Linked DNA regions of Dromaius novaehollandiae: region 1 is linked to region 2. The links are chromatin contacts, called in public Hi-C maps. All regions are on one chromosome and are shown on one strand. The core of a region is the stretch at or near the end of the contact, and the rest is flanking DNA. Distances in the headings are between cores, read along the strand shown. Region 1 overlaps ADGRB3 (adhesion G protein-coupled receptor B3). Region 2 holds the start of ADGRB3 (adhesion G protein-coupled receptor B3).

Region 1 (5,589 bases), core at 1,586-4,085, 140 kb after region 2:
ATACTCGCTCGACCACAAGAAGCATTGTAACAGAACTAAACCAAGAGCTTCTCTGCTTCCTTGCATTTTGGCTTGATTAATATCCACAAACTAAGCTGTAACATTTCAGCTCCATCAGTACAATCAAAATGGTGCAAGGTTTTTGTGTAGACTAGTCCTAAAAGTTTGTAAGATTATTCATTTAACATGGTTCATCAGAATTGGTGTCTACATTCCAAAATCATTGCTGTAGGCAGTCTTGGCAAACTGACCAGGAACTGAGTGGCTACAGAAAATGGATTTACTTGGTACTACCAGGAGGGGTTTCTCCAGGGTCAAGGCTGAAGTACATTAGTGGACAAGTTTATGCTCCCACTGTTCAGGCTGAAATTTTCTGCTGATGAATAAGAAGGCTTTGCTGCCCAAGGCTGTCAGTTCAGCAATTTCCCATGAAATAAAAGAAAAAAAACACTGAGCCTTCTGACCTTAGTGGTATTCCTTTCAAGATATATTAACAGATTTTCAGTTCTTTTTTTATAGAAAAGAATGCTTGTAACTATATTGATATCAGTATAACAATGAAATTGAAGACTATGCTACCATGTTAGCATCTTTTATATTTTTTTGTTAGTGCTGCACAATGAGTGTCTACAGACACCTAAATTACTAGTATAAACTTCTTGTAGATAAATGTTCTATATTAATAGGATCGGCAAAGATGAATGTTAAGTTTTACATGTACGCAGGACTGATCAGCTATGCAATACAAGGCAGGAAACAACAACTTGGAAAGAAGTTCTGTAGAAAAAGATCTCAGATTTGGAGTGGATGACAAATTCTGCATGAGTCAATGTTATGCTACTGCAAACAAGGCAAACATCCTACTGGGATATGTCAACGGAAACAAAACCTGTAGGATTTATGGAGTAATCCCTCCATTCTGCTTGATGCAGGTAAGGCTTCTGTTCAAGTACTGCATCAAGCTTCAAGAAAGATGCAGAGCAATTATGCAGAACCAAGAGAAAAACAATGAAATAGGTCAGAGGTCTAGAAAATATGGCCTCTGAGGAAAGCAGCTGAGGTTGTTAAGTCTTGAAAAAAGTTGGGACAATATCATAGCAGTCTTTGAATAGGTAAATAGATGCTGCAAAGAGAAGGTGAATAAACTGCTTCCCTGTGCTGGAAGCCCTAATACAGGCTTCAAGTGCAGCAACAGACACTGCGAAAAACATTCTAAAAGAAAGAGCGATCGGACATTTGGGTAGAGTGCAGCTATGTAGGATTCCTCTCACAAGATGCTTTTAAGAAAAGGTTAGACAGATACCTGTCAGCAATTATTTAGGTCAGTAGGATAGACAGAAGAATGACTTCTTCAGTTGCTTTTTATAACCATGATCTATATTTCTCTAGATAGAAATGTGACTTCTGTTTTTCACAGGATAGATTCTGCGAGTATACACCTCAAGAATTAAATAAACTAATACAGTCTCTGTGTTAGGAATAAATGCATATGTTTCTGACTTACAGTATTAAATAACAAGTGTAAATCTCACAATGACTGTCAGATCTGTTGAATAAATAAGGTGAGAAAGAACACACTCAAATGAGTCACTCTGTATGCACCAGAGTTCTGGGAAGGCAGAGGCAGTTCTTAACAGACCAAAAATGTTAACTTAATTATTGACAATGCACTCAATCTGCAGGAGGATTTTTGTGTTAGATGTGTTCGATGAAACCGATTTTCTAACAAAGAAAAATTAAGAGGCTAAGTAAAAGAAACCAAAGGTGTAAAGCATGATGTAGTTATAACTGAAGTCTTTTTAAAATGAATAAGAACAAATATTTATGACATGTATATATATATATATATATGTATATATAAAGGGGGATTTCAGGATGGTATAGTCCCTGGAGGAGTCCAAAAAAAAAAATAGGTGAATACAAATCAAATAAACTAAAATTCTTTAGGACATGAAGGCCAAGACCTAGTTCTTTACATTGGAGGATAGTGAGTGAATGGGGCCTTGTGCATAATGAGGTGATAACTCAAGTCCTATCAGCAATACGGATAGAGAAGAACGGTATTTCATAATGCGCAGTCTGGAACTACTTATTGAAATACCTGTGTGTTCTTTTTGTAGGGACTGAAGAACTGAGCTCTTTTGGGGGAAAGGGGAGAGTAATCAATACAACTGATAATTATCAAATTTAACATTGCCCTAGGGTACAACCTTCTCCAATTCGATTATATGCTATTATATTTGGCCTTACATTACTTCATACTGGAATCAACATCAGAATGAAGTATAAAGGAAACACTGAAAAAGAAGAAACATCTACTTTAACTTATCCAGTGCCATAAGGTGGCATTATGAAGGAGGGTTTAAGATGTCAAGCTGCTGTGACAGAGCAGTCCATACTGCCTCATTAGCCTATTTAATATATATATTAAAGGAAAGAAGCAACCGGAAGGAACCAGAGTGCTATACCTCAGAAGTCGTTAGGCCAGCTGCCAGCCCACCTGGCATGGGGTTTTCTTGGTCAATGCCCAGTTGTGACAGAACTTAATGTCTGCAGAACTCACGGTTCCTGTATGTAGTGCACATATTTATGTGTATAAGTTATTTATTTTTACAGCAATGCACTAATTCCTCAGGTGTGCCTAGAAGAGGGAGAATGCTCATGTTTTAAACCCATTAAATAACATTTAGCTAAGAGCAAATCAAACAGAGAGTCATTTTTACCATTGACCAGCGATAGCAGTGGGGGCTGCGGCAGGCACAGTCAGGAGCCGCCCTGTGCCGGTCAAACCCAGTAACCCGAGAGCGAAAGGGGAAGAAACGCTTAAGCGTCAGGTGTGTTTGCGCAAAGCGTCGGAAAGCTGTTACGCGCTTCCCGCTTCCTGCGCCACCTGCCGCCTCCCAGTGAAATCTTGGCGGACCGAGCATTCCCCGTGGCAAAACGCAGAGAGTTGAGATTGGCGAGGGGGAGGATAGGTGTTTACTAAGTGTTTCTTTAATCGTATTCTTTTCCCAATACCTAAAACAGTGATTGCTGGTTGGCAATTAATTGGGTCAAGTAAAATGCGGCAGCAGGAGGCTGCTCTGCCAGTGACACCCATGGTGTTCTCCCAGCCGTGCCCAGGCAGTGGCACTCGCCGGCTCTGGCCAAACCGTGTCAAGCACGGACTGTGCAGTATGAATGTTTCATGGGACAGTGCTCAGTCCTGTGCTTTGGCCCTTTTCAGTTTATAAAGATAGAGGTAGCCAGCAAATCCTAAAAGCTGCAAAACCAGACAAAGTATTAACCAGTCTGTTTTTTATTCTGGTGATGCCTTTATACCTAGCACATCTTTGCTCCACTGGAGAAGTGAGCATCTCATTTTTTTATCCCGGTTGTATTTAGCCTTAATCAGAAAGGATTCTTACTGAACAGAACTGTCTGAAGTAACCAAGTTGGGAGAAATATGAGTCAAAACCCTATCTTAGAGCAAACACCTTAAGCCTAAATGCCTAGTAGTGTGGCAGATCCAGCTGCTTGTAGTGTGTAAACTCCACGTTATCAAAAGGCAACACAAGAACAATGGAAGGAATTTTCCTCAGCTAGTGGGATTTCTAAACAACAATGTCTACTTTACTTCTGTCTCTTGAGGACATAACTAAGAGATGCATTTTCAGCAATAGTTTCAAAACGCCATGTCCTTTTGCAGGACTAGCTACAGTTACAGCTCGGTGGAGGTTTAACTTAGGTTTTCTATTGAACAGGAAATGTTTAAAACCTCCTAAAACCATAAAAATACAAACACTCCAATCATTGTGATAATTTGGTAATTTTCAAGATCATTTCTTAGATATTTCCCTCATGTGCTGCTTCTTCCTCTACCACTGGTGTATTGCTGGCTTTTTATTTTAAATGGACAAGTTCTGATGTTGCTTTTGTTCCATACTCCTTCTTTCTCCTCATCTCAGCACTGGAATTTTTCATCGGTTTTGTGCGTTCTCTCTCTCTCTGGACTTTCCTTCTTATATTCATTCTCCTTTCAATACAATCAAGCTAGTGCCTCTCTAACATTGTTGTTTTTAATCGTCCTTCACCTACCCACATTTCCAGTTACCAGACTATCACCCTTTCTATTCTTCTTTAAATTCACTGAATATATTGTCTAAACATCTTGTGTAATGTTATGCTCAAAGTCTTGTTTTATGGGCAAAGAGAAAGCACACTTTAAATACACACACACACAAATTCATTTATGGTATAATTGAAATCTTAACAGTCTAACTCAAGGATCATTAATAATCTAAATCTAATTATCACAGAAAAAGAATACTTTTATACAGGGAAAAGCTCAATAATAGTGGTAATACAGTTAATATTGTAATACACACACTTACTTTCTAATCCTTTTTCCTGGAGTTACGCTCATCCTTCCACTACTCCTCTGGTTCCTAAGGTTGGCAGCTGCAGTGAGTATGTGTGTGTGAAACAGAGTAACTGCTTTTACTGTTACCTGTATAAAACTGTGATTGTACCACAGGAAGATAAACGAAAGTAAAACAACTTAGCCTTAGCCACCTGGTCTGTTAGAAAAACTGCTGTTACAGCTAAACCAAGTAAAACAAAGCTGCAGAGAGGTCAAGAAAAGCTCAGATAGAGCCAGCCTGATGAACCTCAGTTCTGAGGCCTGTAAACTCAATACAAAGCTTACGGTCTGTTAATAGTACTGGCAATGCCACATTTCAGGGCTACATGGTAACAGTAGTATTTCATTCCAAAATCATACTCTGTTCTGGCCCTTTCATAAACATAGTTTCTTCTTCATCCATGCTGCTCACCAGAAGTCCATAATTGTCTCTTATAGAAAAAAAATCAGAGACTGTGACATGCTTTCTTTTTCTAATTGCCCTATACCTACTTCATACATTCTTCTCCCCGAATTTTTCTTATCCATCATTTTTCTAACTGCATTACCTCTTGATTCATCCTCACCTCTGATCACTTTCTACATTTAAAAAAGCTTCTAAGAAATAGAACTCTTCCATGTGCACACTAGTCACATGCAAGTGAAAATTAATAAATCACTTCCATTACTGCTTTTAAACAATATTTTTTATTCCTAGCAACCATATTAATGAGGCCAATGATTGAATATGTATTTCAAAGTAATATCTCTCATGAAAATATTAAAATGAAGTGCTGTAGGTTAGTGGATTAGATTTCTAGACTTTACATTGGAATAGGGCACCTGAAAGCCAGCTTGTGTTTTTATGACTGCAGATTTTATCACAGGAGATGTATTAGAGTTTAGATTGAGCAACTGTACAGCTATGTCTGTGTTTATACAGTCTTCTAAACTACATCTTTTTCAGAACTCCTGCATAAAATCTCTTAAGTGTTTTCATGGCTGTGGATAGTATAAATTAACAAAATCTTTTGCATATACTAAGGACCACATAGCACATTTAATTTTGAATATCCTTTCAGTATCCTTTATAAACCTCAGTTGCCATGCTATTAATACTTTGAAAGTTAACAAATTAGTTGTGGGCCAAATTCTGCAGTAAGTACACCACTCTGAGCCTCAGTATAGAACTGGATCTTTACTGGAAC
Region 2 (5,553 bases), core at 2,745-5,244:
AGAAAGTTAACCCTGGTGAAATTTGCTTAGAATCTGGACTCAGTAGGGAAATGCAATATTTTTTAATAGTTTGTAACACACTGGACCAGAAAAGATGCAATTCTATGGAATGATTTCCAATTTACATTTGCTCTCAACCTCTTTGAACACCAAAGGCAGTTTTAAAAAAAATATTTACACATTTATTTAATTTTATGATAGCCATAATATGGCCAGCACCTTCTATTTTATTTCTTTGGTTCAGACTAATTTAAATAACATTTCTCTTCAGGCAGTCCAGCTTTGGCTTTAAAATTTTCCCTGGCTTACAGCGAGGAAATGCTGCCCTTATGGAAAAGTGGCATTATTCAGCAGAATTTGTGATGCGGAGAGGACAATCTACACTTGACAAAGGGGATTTTGAAGGTCCTTGCAGGTCTGAGAAAAATAGTATGGGGGGACGACAGAGCAGCACCACTTCTGTGTAGGCTAAGTGGCTCAGTAAAAATAGCACTTGTCTCTTACCTGTAAGTTGGCTCTGTAATCATGCTTGTTTTCATTATTGCACATAATGAGGTGACATATCTGAGTGTCTGTAAATCTGCAGTAAGTTAAACATAATAATGCTGGTAATAATACAGAATTAAACTACAACATTATGGAAGCATAAAGAAAGTCCTCATTGAAAAAAAATACATTTTTTTTTAAATGTGTGCCTTCAGTGCTGGAGTTAGATAATCACAAAGACACTCTTTTATTTGCCCAAAGGAGAGCCGTTGCAGGCTGGGGCAGCAACCTTGACTTGAAAATGCCCCCCCTAAGGGTGACAGGTTGATTGACTGAGAGAACAGCCCAGTCTCTAAAGCTGCTTGCTTTAAGCTTTGGCCTCCCTTTAATAATTTGCATCCAAACCATCAATGAATATCAATTATAATTGTGCTGAATTTTGTGCCATGTTCACTAAACACTGGATTGAAATCACCTGGCTACCATAACAAAGATATCAAAGATCTTAAAGTGCTACTACAAATTGGAAAGGGGGTGGGGGGGAACAAACCAAAACCAAACAGCAACTAAAAAAACCCTCTTATTTATTCTGTCTAACATATTCATTTTGGTAGGTGCAATTTTTCTCACCACTACAGGAATTATTCAAGAATATTACTCTCCTCCCTCTTCTCTAGTTTCTACCAAGACCATCTCTGCTGAAACAACCCCATCCGGTCTCCAAAGCAGCATCGTACATCGAGTGTTTGCTCTGCCGTGCCCAGCCGCAGGGCCCTGCGGCTGAGGCACGTAGCACTTCTCCAAGGCCTTGGTGCAGTCTCTGTAGGACAGACGGCACCGCAAGTGCCACGCGGCTCTGATGGCACTCCTGTGAAACACTACAGCATTGCATTAGTAACCTGCTCCTAGGTTTTAATGGAGGTACTCAAACAAGTTGGATCTGCTCGGTCCTTCTGGCTGATGGGTATGGGTGCATATTACACCTGCCCTTCAGACTGCAGTGTATCACTAACTCTGCCCAGGAAATAACACCGTTCCTGACACAGATGATCTGTGTGCCTAGTTTAAACAAATACATTTTTACATTTATATTTTGCAGTATTGAATACACCCTAACTGTCACTTCTAGTCTATCAAAAATTGAGGCTTTTGTTAGCTCAGATGCAGCTGCACGGCACCTGGCAAACAAACTCTTTCTGAGGAGGCAGACATGTGCAAGTGGATCATGGATACCTGTGCACCTACAAAAGGGTGTAGCGTTTTAGAGTTAGTGCTAGTAATTAAAAAGCAGACTGTCCAAGCCTGACTGCAATGGATCTTGTGAAGAAGCCTACAGAGTGTTGTGTGCTGCCATCCCGTCCCACTGCTGCCCAGCACTGCTAGTTAACATACGTATTATCTGTGCAGCTTCCACCCCTTCCTGCCATTTGCAGACAACAGGCCGAGGAGCTTTCCTGCCCAGGTTCCTCTCCAGCGCTGCCACCTCTTCACAAAATGGAGAAGTGGAAGTTAATTGCAGGGCTGGGATACCTCCGAGGCCGCCAAACACAACGGTTTGTCCTACACTGCATATTTATTGCTTCTCATTTCCACTCCCAATTAAAAAAGCAACAATTTGTCAAGGCCATGGGAAACAGGTGGAGGAGTGCATTGAGGGAAGCTTTCCTCTATGACTCCTGTTCTTCCTTAATACAAATGGGGTGAAAAAAGGTATTTGAATGCTGCATTGTGTGTACCCCTTTGATTTGCTCTGCCCATGTCAGCCTGTTAATGAACCAAGCTACCTTGAAGTATTTGAAGCAACATGGTGGTCATCATCCACAGATAATACAGAGTGTCACTACGTGTGAAAGAATATGGTTATCTCTAAGCCAGTATCAGTTCGGTTTTCGGTGCATTGTATTTGCTAGGCGAAGATCATGCACAGTTTCTTTCGTCTGGGCAGATATTTTTGGTTTTGCTTTGACAAGAGGGGCATAAACTATTTATGTTTGCTAGCATGGACGTGGTTTACAGGTTGTACCTATGGAAAATACAGTAAAAAGATATAACTGTGCTTGCATTTACTTTGGTCAAAAGTGGTTTGTGGCCAGTAATACCTCTGATCAGAATTTGTGCAGCGTGTAATTGTAATCATAAAACCCCCGTATTACTGGAATTCAAGCCTTTCAGGGGCTAGGGCGGGAGCGGAGGGGAGAAAACTGTTTGCTTTATGGAATGATTGCTTTGGTCCTTGTCCAGAGCTTTCAATTTTCGTTTCACCGGGGCCCCAGCGCAGCATGGTGAAAGCCTCGGAGCTGTGTTTCGGAGGAGCTCCGAGAGCGCAGGGCCGCAGGCGGCAGCAGGCCCCACGGCCTGCGAGGGGCTTTGCCCTCCAGCCTCGGCAGGAGCACCCCGGCAGCAGAACCGCCGAGCTAAGAGCCGGCGACTGACACTAGCATTTATTAAAATGTCATCCTCTAATTCTCGCGTCAGATGTTTGCTGTTGGACATGCTGCCCCCGACCTCCCACGCCCGCGGTGAGGGCCAGGGAGCCCTGCTCGCCCCGGGGGGGCCGGAGGGGGGGCGAGAAAATGCACACTGGGCTCTGCCAGCGCTCCCGAAATAAAACGGGGTCTTCCTTGCTTGCGGCTGGGCTCGAAGCCCCCCGGGCCCACCCCGCCGGCAGCCGCGCTACCTCGGCCGCTGCTCGCCGCGCAAACTGCGCCGGGAGCCCGCGGGGGCGGCACGGGGATGAGCACGGGCACGAGCACGGGCACGAGCACGAGCCCCCGCGCCGGGGCTCCGCGGGCGCGGGCGGGCGCGGGCGGCGTTGGGGCGCAGCGCGCTGCGCGGCCGCGGGCGGCTCCGGTGTTAATCGCAGCCTCGCGGAGAAAATCGCTATTGTTGCCGGCAGGGGCGGGCGGCAGGCGGGCACCGCGGACGGGGTTTGTCCTCGGCGCGCTGCGTCGCTCCGTCTGCACCGCGGTGCCGACTGGCAGCTCGTGGGGCTGCGACCGGGGCTTGTGCTTTAACAGAGAGAACAGGAGGAAGGAGACCGAGTGCCGCCTCCCCCGCCCAGCTCGCCTCTCCCCGCCCGTGCGTTTCTCTCGCGCTCTGCTCGGTCGCCGCCAGCCCCAGCGGTGGGAACCGCGGCTAGAAAACCTCCCAGGCGCAGAAAACAGCGTTTCTGGGACGCGCGCCGTGTTGAGCAGCCGTGACGCGCGAAACGCTCCGCGGGCCCGGCCGCCGGCAGCGCTGCGCGCACACGCGCGCACACACACACACACACGCGCGCGCACACACACACACACGCGCGCGCACACACACGCACACACGCGCGCGCACACACACACACACGCGCGCGCACACACGCACACACACACACACGAAGGCCGCGCAGGGCGGCGCGCAGGGGGCGCCAACAGCGGCCCCCACCGGCGCCCGCTGTCTCGCGCGCACACGCACACGCGCACGCGCGCGCGCCCCGGCAGAGACAGAGGCAGAGCCGCGCTGGCGCCCCTCCGCGCTCCCTGCGCTCGGCATCCACCGCGCTCGCCGGCACCGGCAGCCAAGGACCCCCCGGCTGCCGTCCGGCCATTAGCGCCTGGCGGGGAGGAGGAGGAGGAGGAGGAGGAGAAGGAGGAGGAGGGAGACAAGAGGAATAAGTCTATTAGTAACAACAACAACAACAAAACCCACCAACAAATCTGCACTAGCGCCTTAGTCCGCCTCCCAGACCGTCGCTTGCCTGGCATCTCTGCTCATCGGGCTGGTGGGCTTAGACTTTGTTTCAAGTAAAAAAAAAAAAAAAAAAAAAAAAAAAAACCTTCGCTTGTTCAGCCACTTCCATTTTTTCCCCCTGCAGTCTCGCTGATTTGAGGTTTTTTTGTTTTTTTGGTTTTTTTCCTTTCCCCTCATGTGGTTGGATTTGGTGGATCCGGAGCCGAAGCTGCTTTTTTCCTCGGTGGGGGGGGTGCGTGTGGCGTGCGGGGGTTTTCTCTCTGCGTTTTTCATCTTCTGCTGCTTTTTTTAATCTTGGTTTTGAACCTGAGCCGGGGAAAATGGGAAACGGTGCTTCCGACAGAAGGGGAATCTCTCCATCACTGCTGTCGGGACGTGTGCCTGTCGTGCTAGTGTTGTAGAGACAGAGCTGCCAGCTTTCGGAGAGGAAGGTAAGGGCGCCCGGGGCATCGGCCGTCTCCGTGCCCAGGGATTAGGACCGCGGAGCTTCCAGCTCGGGATTCCGGGGAGGAGGCGGGGAGGGGGGGGAACAGGCTGTTGCTGAAGGATAGGGAGAGACAGCACAGACAAGATGATCTCTGCATCTACTTCTACCCTGCAGTTTAAAAGTTAGGGAAGTCCGTGTTGCGACAGGTCTGCTTCACTGAGAGTAATTTCCAGCGAGACCAAGAAAACCTGAGGTTTGTGCATGATTGGGGTAATTTTTTTTTTGGGGGGGGGGAGGATGTTAGGTTAATAGGAAGTTAAAATAAGAGAAGTCAGTGGGTCTTCTGTTGGGGAAAAAATAGGTGGAGTGATGGCGCCGTCTATGTTCGGCTAAACTACAGTGTCACCTAGAAAATCAGTTTGGGGAATATCCAAACTAAACGCCCGTTTGGTTTTCAGCAGAAGAGGGTTCCCCCCTTCCCCAAATGGGCAACCTTGAGCCGCTGTGGCCGCTCTTTCGCTTCCTCGTCCATCGAAGACAGAGATCTTTTTAATCGGAATTTCTAATCCTTGCAAGGAGCAGCTTCGCTCTTGTGTTTAGGAATATTGCAAACTAAATGAAATGCTGCCGGCTCACTCGATGCGTATGTGTGTGTGTGTGTGTGTGTGTGTGTGTGTGTGCAACAGAGGGAGAGAGAGAGATTAAGACAGCATTGTGTTTCAGTAGCCTTGCATGAACAAGTGCACAACTAAAATGAGGGCTATTTGATTACGTTTCTTCACAGAAAACAGCCTAGCACTGCAGACGTCTTTATTTTTCCAGTGCAAATGTTATTTAGATGGAAAAAGTCAGGGGCTTTTTCTTTTCAAATAAATAAGCGAATAAGCCCCTTCCTTGCTTTCCAGATTATAAAATTA

Evidence for each region. A called contact is a pair of places that touch in the nucleus more often than the background predicts.
Region 1: a contact with region 2 is called in a Hi-C map of brain, with 7 times the contacts expected there. The contact joins the enhancer-like site here to the promoter of ADGRB3 in region 2. A contact is called at or near these places in 2 of 4 Hi-C or Micro-C datasets (brain and liver).

What each region holds. Positions count from the first base shown.
Region 1 is chr3:32,139,321-32,144,909 of bDroNov1.hap1, forward strand. All of the region lies in intron 2 of ADGRB3 (adhesion G protein-coupled receptor B3), which reads left to right. Among named protein-coding and RNA genes, the nearest start is that of ADGRB3, 140 kb to the left of the region's middle. Within about 2 kb of position 2,836, at least 2 of the 2 cell types and tissues checked have open chromatin away from gene starts, as enhancers often do.
Region 2 is chr3:31,994,842-32,000,394 of bDroNov1.hap1, forward strand. ADGRB3 (adhesion G protein-coupled receptor B3) reads left to right here and starts at 3,995. Exons shown (of 31, transcript XM_026095915.2): 1 at 3,995-4,640.